Linked DNA regions of Ovis aries: region 1 is linked to region 2. The links are chromatin contacts, called in public Hi-C maps. All regions are on one chromosome and are shown on one strand. The core of a region is the stretch at or near the end of the contact, and the rest is flanking DNA. Distances in the headings are between cores, read along the strand shown.

Region 1 (4,075 bases), core at 425-2,924, 100 kb after region 2:
CATCCCGGCCCTGCAAGGCTGAAGCAGGACTTAAATAAAAATCACACGAAGGCAGGATCATATGGAAAGAGCACTGGCACAGGAGCCAGGAGACTGGACTCCAGTCTAGGGACTGTCCACTGTAAGGCCAGGAGACCTGGACTCCAGTCTAGGGACTGTCCACTGTAAGGCCAGGAGACTGGACTCCAGTCTAGGGACTGTCCATTGCAAGGCCAGGAGACTGGACTCCAGTCTAGGGACTGTCCACTGTAAGGCCAGGAGACTGGACTCCAGTCTAGGGACTGTCCACTGTAAGGCCAGGAGACTGGACTCCAGTCTAGGGACTGTCCACTGTAAGGCCTCAGGTGGGCCAGCCTTTCTGAGCCTGGGGGGTTTCTCTGTGGGATGTCACACAGCTCTGGGGGCACGGGTGTTTATGTAAGAGATGTTGAACCCTTTGAGCCTCCTGCCGGTCTAAGGTATAGTATCAAAAGACCTTGCTCTCCTGAACTTCTGACGCTGAGAACAATGAGGCCTCAACAGCAGAGAAAACAGAAGAGTTTGTGCTTTGCCCCTGAAATTTGTTCTGCAGGGGCTGTGGCAGGAATGGCCTGGGTACATTTCCTCCCTAGCCCCAGCTGGAGCGTCTACTTCCGGCTCTGGGAAGGGTTTGAGTGGCCAGAATTGACCTTTCTTTCTTGCCCCAGACCCACAGTTCCCTAGGCCTGGCTTTCACGTCTTCAAAGAGCTAGCCTGCGGCTCCCGCCTTAGCTGCCTCGGCTCCTTGTCCCAGATTCAGAGCTTCAAAATAACCTGGCCAGACAGATTCAAGGAAACTTTTACACCCCTGGTCGGGTGACTGACCTCCCGGCATCGCCAGTGTATTTCCACTGGTGCCTGTTTCTGCATTTTATAAAAAGAATTTTTTTTTAAATGAAAAGAACTCTTTGGAGAAAAGAAAGTGAAGCATCACATTCCTCTCATTTTATTTTTACAAAATATTTTCTTTGTAATAGATCCGATGGGTTGGGCCCAGAGACTCACTCCTCTTGCCTAGCTTAGCTCTAACTCTACATGCAGATTGATTTATATTCTGCCACTGGGAGAAGCACACTTAGGTGGCTGGAGCTAGTGTTTCTTTCTCCCAAGAGGATTCACTGCAAGATCTTCCACAGCATCGTCACATCTACTATGCTTTCTGCTCCTTCCAACCGTTTGGTGAAGATGGAGTTTTCTTACCCTCCTAGAAGAAACGGGTTCAGAAAAATCACGGTCACACAACCGATAGAAACAGCAGGTCTTAACTCTGGTGCTTTGAGAGGACAGACTTGGCATGTGATAGAGAAGTCTGCTCCCCAAGTGAGGCTCAGTTCCTTAAGGAAGGTCAGTTTCAGGCCGTCCCCTGTTGCACATTTGCTTGCTGGAGAAGAATTTCTTCCTCAACAACTTTTTAAATCCCTTGACAGTTGGGGTAATTATTTGGCCTCACCACACCCATTCCCAGTGACTCAAGAGTCCAGCCATAAGTGCCAGGAAAGAGGTCTGGTTTCAAGAGCCGGAAACGTCTGAATTGTTTTTTCAGGTCAGAAGAGTCACCCAGCACACCCTCACCCTCATCTGGAAGCCTGGCCCATCTCATTTGTGTCATACACTGATGAGATTATGAGGTGCTATTGACCCAGGAGAAGTCGCTCTAAGAGCCAGCTATTAGAGGAGCAGAGGCCACCACCTCCCTTGCGCACACCCTGTGCTGTCAAGATCCACCTACAGGCCCGCTCAACATGACTTCCTAGTCAATTCAGTTTAACACAAGTTGGTTGATACAGGCATTGCAGTGAGTACTATAGAGGGCCAACAAGTTATGTAAATTAGGCCCCTCCCTGCGCTGTCACCTGGAGGGAGGTGGCTTCGATTAAATGCCTTTGTTATATAGGGAACTTTGAAATCTGCTCTTATGGGGTCAGAGAGCCATTCAAGGACTCATTCAGTGAATATTTAACAGCCACTCAGGGCTGGGCTAGTAATAGTAGCTCCTGTTTATCCGCCTTTCCTATGTATCCAGCTCCATACTGAGTCCTTTCCTTCCAACAGCACCAAGACATAGATACTGTTGCCATTGTTTTTGCTTTTCAGGTGAGAGAGCAGAGAGGTTAAATAGCTGTCCCACAGTTGGGCATTCACAACCTGTCTCCCAGGGTGCCTGTGTGCGTGGTCGTCAGGGGCTAGGTTGGAGGGACTGATACGATGCAAAGAGTCTTGGAGAAGTGTGAAGGCTGAGAAAGGCTTGAGAGTGCCTAGCACACATTGAAAAGAGACTGCTATCTGGATACCTGGGGTTTAGGTATGTGGGAAGAATGGTAGGCAATAAAGCCTGGCAGGTGAGTTTTAACCAGATTCTGAAGGCTTCGGGGGATTTGCCAGGAAGCCTGGACTTGATGCAGCAGACAGTGAGGAGCAGTTGAAGGTTGTTGGGCAGAGTCCAAATAATTCATTCTGGGCTTTAGGAAGGAACTGGCACCTAACTGAACACAGTGGGGACAGGCAGGCCCATTGGAGGGCTGTTGTAGTAGACTAAAGTGGGAGGTGGCAAATACCCAACCCTAAGGGGCAGGACAGGGAGAGAACGGAGCGCTAGTGAAAGGCAGGGAATGACTAGTAGGGGAAACCGTGACGACAGCAGCTGTGTGTTCAGCTCAGGGACCTCAGGGAAGAAGCGTGGGGCGTGGGAATCCACAAGTCAGCCTTCCTCTGGCCCTTGTCCTCAGAGCACATCGTAACCTATTGCGGCCCACAGACTCTGGGAGGTTGTTTCCCTAGTAAAAGAGGTTTGGGGGATCAGAATATGATCAAGGTCAAATCATTAAGGGATGAGACCTCAGGACACTCATGCATAGAGATTTTGAATATTCAAAGTCAAGATTGTAGATTCCACGTTGGAAACACGAGTTACAGAAGGGAAATGATAACACCACCACTGGAACCCCAGCCCCGTCCTCACGAACACCAGAGACCAGTATGTGCACACCATAAACCGCCTTTTAGTTCCTTTCTCCTCTGCTATTATGTGAGACGGGATAGATCTTCTTTCATTATTCTGTGTAAGTCATATTTTTATCCCTTTTATTTTTGAGAACACAATGTTCTTAAAAGCAAAGCTTGAAGAATAGGAGAGGGATTTGGACTAGAAGAGGCTTCCCTCGTGGTTGGTAAAGAATCCTCCTGCAATGCAGGAGACCCTGGTTCGATTCCTAGGTCGGGAAGATCTCCTAGAGAAGGGAAAGGCTACCCACTCCAGTATTCTGGCCTGGAGAATTCCATGGACTCTATGGTCCATGAGGTCGCAAAAAGTCGGACAAGACTGAAGTATGATTTCTGGTTTGACTTTCACTTTCACTTTGGACAAGAAATCCCCGTAAAACAACGTGCTCCACACATAGACACTCATAAGTCTACCCAGTAGTTAGTGCTTATGTGTTCTTCTCAGGAACACATGGAACTTTTTGTGAAAATCAATCATGTACTACCCATAAAGCAAATCCCAGTGAAAATCAAGGAATCAGTCTTGTAGAAACTAGGAACAAGAGATAATTTTTTAAATTTCATATATTTGTAAATTTAAAAACATTTCTATTAAAATTGGGTCAAAGGAAAAAATCATGGTTGAAGGAAAAGTACTTAGAACCAAATGATAATGAAAATATTTGGGAGGTAAGGATAGTTCAAAGAGAATTCTGGTGTCTGGGATTGTGTTGCATTTATGTATTTTTTAAATTTCAGCTTATATCCTCTTAGAAATGAGAAGAAATAGGAATATTTTCTAAATATTTAGAGAAATGTATACTAAACAAATAGAATATTGTGTCTGGTTTCACCAGATTGGAAACATGAAGGGCTAAACCTCCAAACCAGAAATCATACCTCAACTTTTAGACATTGTTTTTCTGTTATCTGTCCCTTTTATTCATCATCTAAAAATCCCTTTCTTTCCTTGTTGGAACACAGACTCGCTTGACACAAGCACTAAGAGAAAGAGGAGGCGGAGAATGGAATTTTGTTTCACTCAAGGTAGCTCTGAGTTGAGTTTAGGACCTTTGGT
Region 2 (4,273 bases), core at 1,267-3,766:
CTAAGGCTGGTTCCTGAGGAAGATGCACCCGTTCTTCTCTGCCCATCTTCCCCCTGCTCCCCAGGGGCTGAGCAAGCAGATGATTCTAGTCTCCTTCCAGGTGAACAGTCTTCTGTGTCTGCCATTGAGTTGAGGGTCTGTTCTCTTTTATATCTCTAGTGCCTACCGTTTATGCTAGTGGCTGCAGCATGGGGTGGGGATGAGGAAGGTGGCAGGAATGAGAAGGAAGGGAGGTCATCTCCATCATTCCCAACGTCAGTTAGAATCAACTGAGAGTGAGTGAGTTAAAAATGATGCCAGAAGAGTGTGAGGACCAGGAGTGCAGCCAGGCATGGGGCAGAGGAGCCCTTGGAAGAAGAAAATGGACACACTTGGGCCGGGGTTGGACGCCACCGTTGGCTGGAAGCTCGTAAAGGAATGATGAAAAGAACTAACTCCCATACTACAGGAAGGAATTAGGAGCAAAGCCCGGTTCTGGGTAGGCTCCAGACTCACTGCAGCTAGAGTGAACGACAGGAATTGAATAACACTGTGTTAATTTCTTATTTTTTGTTTTCTTTTTCCTGATTTCCTTTCCTCTTCCCGACTCCCTTCCCATCTTCCCCCTTTCCTCCACCCTGAATCTCGTCCTTGCTATTTCCCTTCCCCCTCTCCTCTGTTCTCATGCATCCTTTGTCCCCTTCCCCACCCACCCACCTATCCTTCCCCCATGCCCTCGTGTTTTACTCCACCCCCACCTCACCCCCAAAAGCTCTCTGGCGGCTGTGAGTTGACCGTGGTGCTCCAGGACTTCAACGCAGGCCACAGCAGCGAGCTGAGCATCCAGGTGGGACAGACGGTGGAGCTGCTAGAGCGGCCGAGCGAGCGGCCAGGCTGGTGTCTGGTCCGAACCACGGAGCGGAGCCCCCCCCAGGAGGGCCTGGTCCCCAGCAGCGCCCTGTGCATCTCCCACTCCCGAAGCAGCGTGGAGATGGACTGCTTCTTCCCCCTGGTGAAAGGTAGGGAGAAAGGAGGGGGAGGGATGAGGACCAGAGGCCGCTGGAGATGTGGCCCACTTGTTAGAAGAGCATCATGGCACTCGCTAGTCTCAGGAGCCTGTTTTGACCTGTGCGATTTCTCTCAGAGAGGAGAGTGCATTGTGCAGGGAGTGCATTGGGAGCTTAAAAAGAAAGAGCTATGCAACAACCATGTAACTTTGGGAAAGAGTCACTTAATCTTTCAGAATCATTTCATCTTAAAAATGAAGGCTGACTTAGATGACCCTTAAGATCCCTGGTAGCACAGTCGGCAAACAATGCGCCTGCAATGCAGGAGACCCACGTTCGATCTCTGGGTTGGGAAGATCCCCTGGAGAAGGAAACGACAACCAGTATTCTTGCCTGGAAGCTCCACTACTTTGGCCACCTGATGCGAAGGGCCGAATCATTGGAAAAGACCCTGATGCTGGGAAAGACTGAGGGCAGGAGGAGAAGGGTACGGCAGGGGATGAGATGGCTGGATGGTATCACCGACTCAGTGGACATGAATTTGAGCAAACTCGGGGAGATGGTGAAGGACAAGGAAGCCTGGCATGCTGCAGTCCATGGGGTCGCAAAGAGTCAGATACGACTGAGCAACTGAGCGACTGAACAACAATTCTTGCCTAGAGAATCCCATGGACCCAGGAGCCTGGCAGGCTACAGTCCATGGAGTCACAAGAGTCAGACACGACTTTTAGCGACTAAACCACCAGATCTCGTGTAACTCCCCCATTGTATCGCCACACATCCAAAATAGTTATCTTCCGCCCACAGCCCAGTACCTAGATTCCCTTCTCCACTAACCCCTCCCCCTCCACAGCTGCTGTCAGCTCCCTGGGCCCCTCCCGCTCCCCAGGCGCTCATGGTTCACAGAAGCCTGAGCAAACCTGGGGGTAACACCCAGCACAAGCCAGTTGAGTTTGACCTTCCCCTCAGCCCTGCCAGGGTCTGAGACACTCATTTATGTGCCTCTGACGTGCAGATTACTGGAGGCTTGGCTTCTGTTTTGTATAAGCTCTGTATTCTTCCCACTTGCTTGTTTATTCACTGTCTCACACCAGGGAGACTAAGCCCCTGGAAACAGTGGTTCTCCAGGCGAGGGGTGTCGCTGGACTGGCAGCATCTTCATCTCCTGAGAACTTTTAGGAATGCAAGTTCTCAGACCCCACTGCAGGCCTTCTGGGCCAGAAATGCTGGCGCGGGCCGCCGTCTGCATCTTAGTAAGTCCCTGGGAACACTGACGCACACTCAAGTACCAGCGCCTCTGACTTCAGGAGTCGAGGCTGTCAGGGCCTGGAAGTCACTCGTTTTACATTGAGGACACTGAGGCCCAGAAAACAGCAGAGTTTTCTTAACTCTGAGCTGCTTTTTGTCACTGGTCAGACATCTACCTCAGGGTTTCTGTGCAACCCTGTGCTAGGTATTTATGGAATGGGAGGAGGGAAGGACCTGATTCTGTCGGGAAGCAGGGGTAATGGTCACCACGGAGAGCTGTTGATGCTACTGACTAATGAAACTGGTATGTTTTCATTTCTGGAATTCCATCTGGTCCACCTCTAAACCTGACTTCCTCCTCTCGTCCACAAGGTGGCAATAGCAGGCTGCATTATTGGTGCTGCCACTGAACTGAACTGAACTGGTCCTTCCAAGGGCCTGGAGCGGGTAGGGGTGGTTTCCATCTGGAGAATGGCTGCTAAAAGCTAATTCACCTCATTCCACACACAGACACACACAGAGACACACACACGCACGCACGCACACACACACACACACACACACACACACACACCCCTGTGCTCACACACACACACGCACGCGCACACACACACACACACACACACACACACCCGTGCTCCCCTCCCCCGGTGCAGCCGTCACCGGCGTTCCCCTCTTTGCTCTGCATCGGGAAGTTGTGTGGGTCTGTGATTGCAGGTGTAGCCCCTCGGTCCTCTGAAGCGGTCACTAGAGAATCTGGTGGTTTTGGGGAAGGGTCAAGCAGGGGATCTCAGGTTCTACTTGAAATCTCACCATGGGGGAACCTGGGACAAACAAAGCAGTTAGAATTGTGTGGGTGAAATGAAGTAATATATGCCAAACACTTAGAACAGTGCCTGGCACTCAATACATGTTAGTTGTCAGGAGAAGTTATAGTTATTACATCACTTCCACAAATTATTCAGCAAAATGACTGAGAACTCCCATCTCCAGAGACAAAGCCAGGACAGCCATTCAGTTGCAGGGAAACTTGACTGGTGACTCATCTCCCAGTGTGGGGTGGTCTATCAGAAAGGACCTGACTTCCGGGGAGGACCTGGGCTTCTTGCCCTAGGCCTGGCTTCCCTGGTTCCTGGCTGGCTGCATCCCCTCCCTGCCCTGGCCCACCAGGGGGGGTGGAGGTGTCCAGAGGGGGCATACAGTTAGTGGAGAGTTAATTGAGAAATGGGAGCTGAGGATGAGGGATGCAAAATAGAGGCAAGAAAGCCAGGAGACTGTCACAGAACTTTCCAGCTAACTCTGCTGCCATCATGACTTCTTATGAGCACCACCCGTAGCGCCTATCACCATTTCCTTGGCTCTTCCTGTTGGCAGCCTGCTTGCTCTCTCCCAACATAAGCCAGTTAGGCGGGGCTTCACATGGCAGCCTGTGAGCTCTCACTGGCTTCTCACCCCGAGGATTCAGGATCCACCCCCCTCCTCCAGGTGCCTGACTCCCAGCAGTCAGGTTTAAGTCTCTCTTCTCAGAGCATCCTCACAGCCCTAACAAGGCCTCAGCTGGAAGTATGCACACTCAAGCACACGCCTCACATTGGAAAAGCCCCTCTGTCTCTCTCTAGGACCTGTCTGGAGTCTCAGCCTCTTAGCAGAAATTCGATAAGCTATTCCTTTTCCCATCCAGCAGGCTGCCTGTGGGCCACCTGGCCTTTTCTCCTCTCCAAGTGACTTGTCTCCAGTGGGCACTCCACCTCCCAAGTTATGCCCAATGGAACTGAGGCTGAAATGATCTTCTGAGGGTTGTGGAATAGGCTAGGGCATCCTCCAGTGTCACCAGAGGTCAGAATTCATTTCTTTGTCAATGCTCGGAAGGCAACTGGTCCTCTTAACCTTTGAGAGAGCATCAGGCCAGTGCTCCTACAAATCTTAAGGGATAGGAAATCGTGTGTGTGCGGAGTGCTGCCTGGGTACTCAGGCACGACTGCCATCCCCAGAAATGGAGACTAAAGAGCCCTGGATGTCAGCGCTGAGGAGTAGAGAAC

The links. Hi-C and Micro-C count contacts between places; a contact is called where the count stands out from the background.
Region 1: a contact with region 2 is called in a Hi-C map of muscle, with 6 times the contacts expected there. The contact joins two enhancer-like sites. A contact is called at or near these places in 5 of 16 Hi-C or Micro-C datasets (liver, mixed tissues, muscle and 1 more).

What each region holds. Positions count from the first base shown.
Region 1 is chr1:189,948,342-189,952,416 of ARS-UI_Ramb_v3.0, forward strand. The region is part of intron 50 of KALRN (kalirin RhoGEF kinase); the gene reads left to right. Among named protein-coding and RNA genes, the nearest start is that of UMPS, 38 kb to the right of the region's middle. Within about 2 kb of position 1,675, at least 14 of the 54 cell types and tissues checked have an H3K27ac peak or open chromatin away from gene starts, as enhancers often do.
Region 2 is chr1:189,843,250-189,847,522 of ARS-UI_Ramb_v3.0, forward strand. It overlaps KALRN (kalirin RhoGEF kinase), which reads left to right. Exons shown (of 59, transcript XM_060418677.1): 34 at 752-998. Among named protein-coding and RNA genes, the nearest start is that of UMPS, 140 kb to the right of the region's middle. Within about 2 kb of position 2,517, at least 3 of the 54 cell types and tissues checked have an H3K27ac peak or open chromatin away from gene starts, as enhancers often do.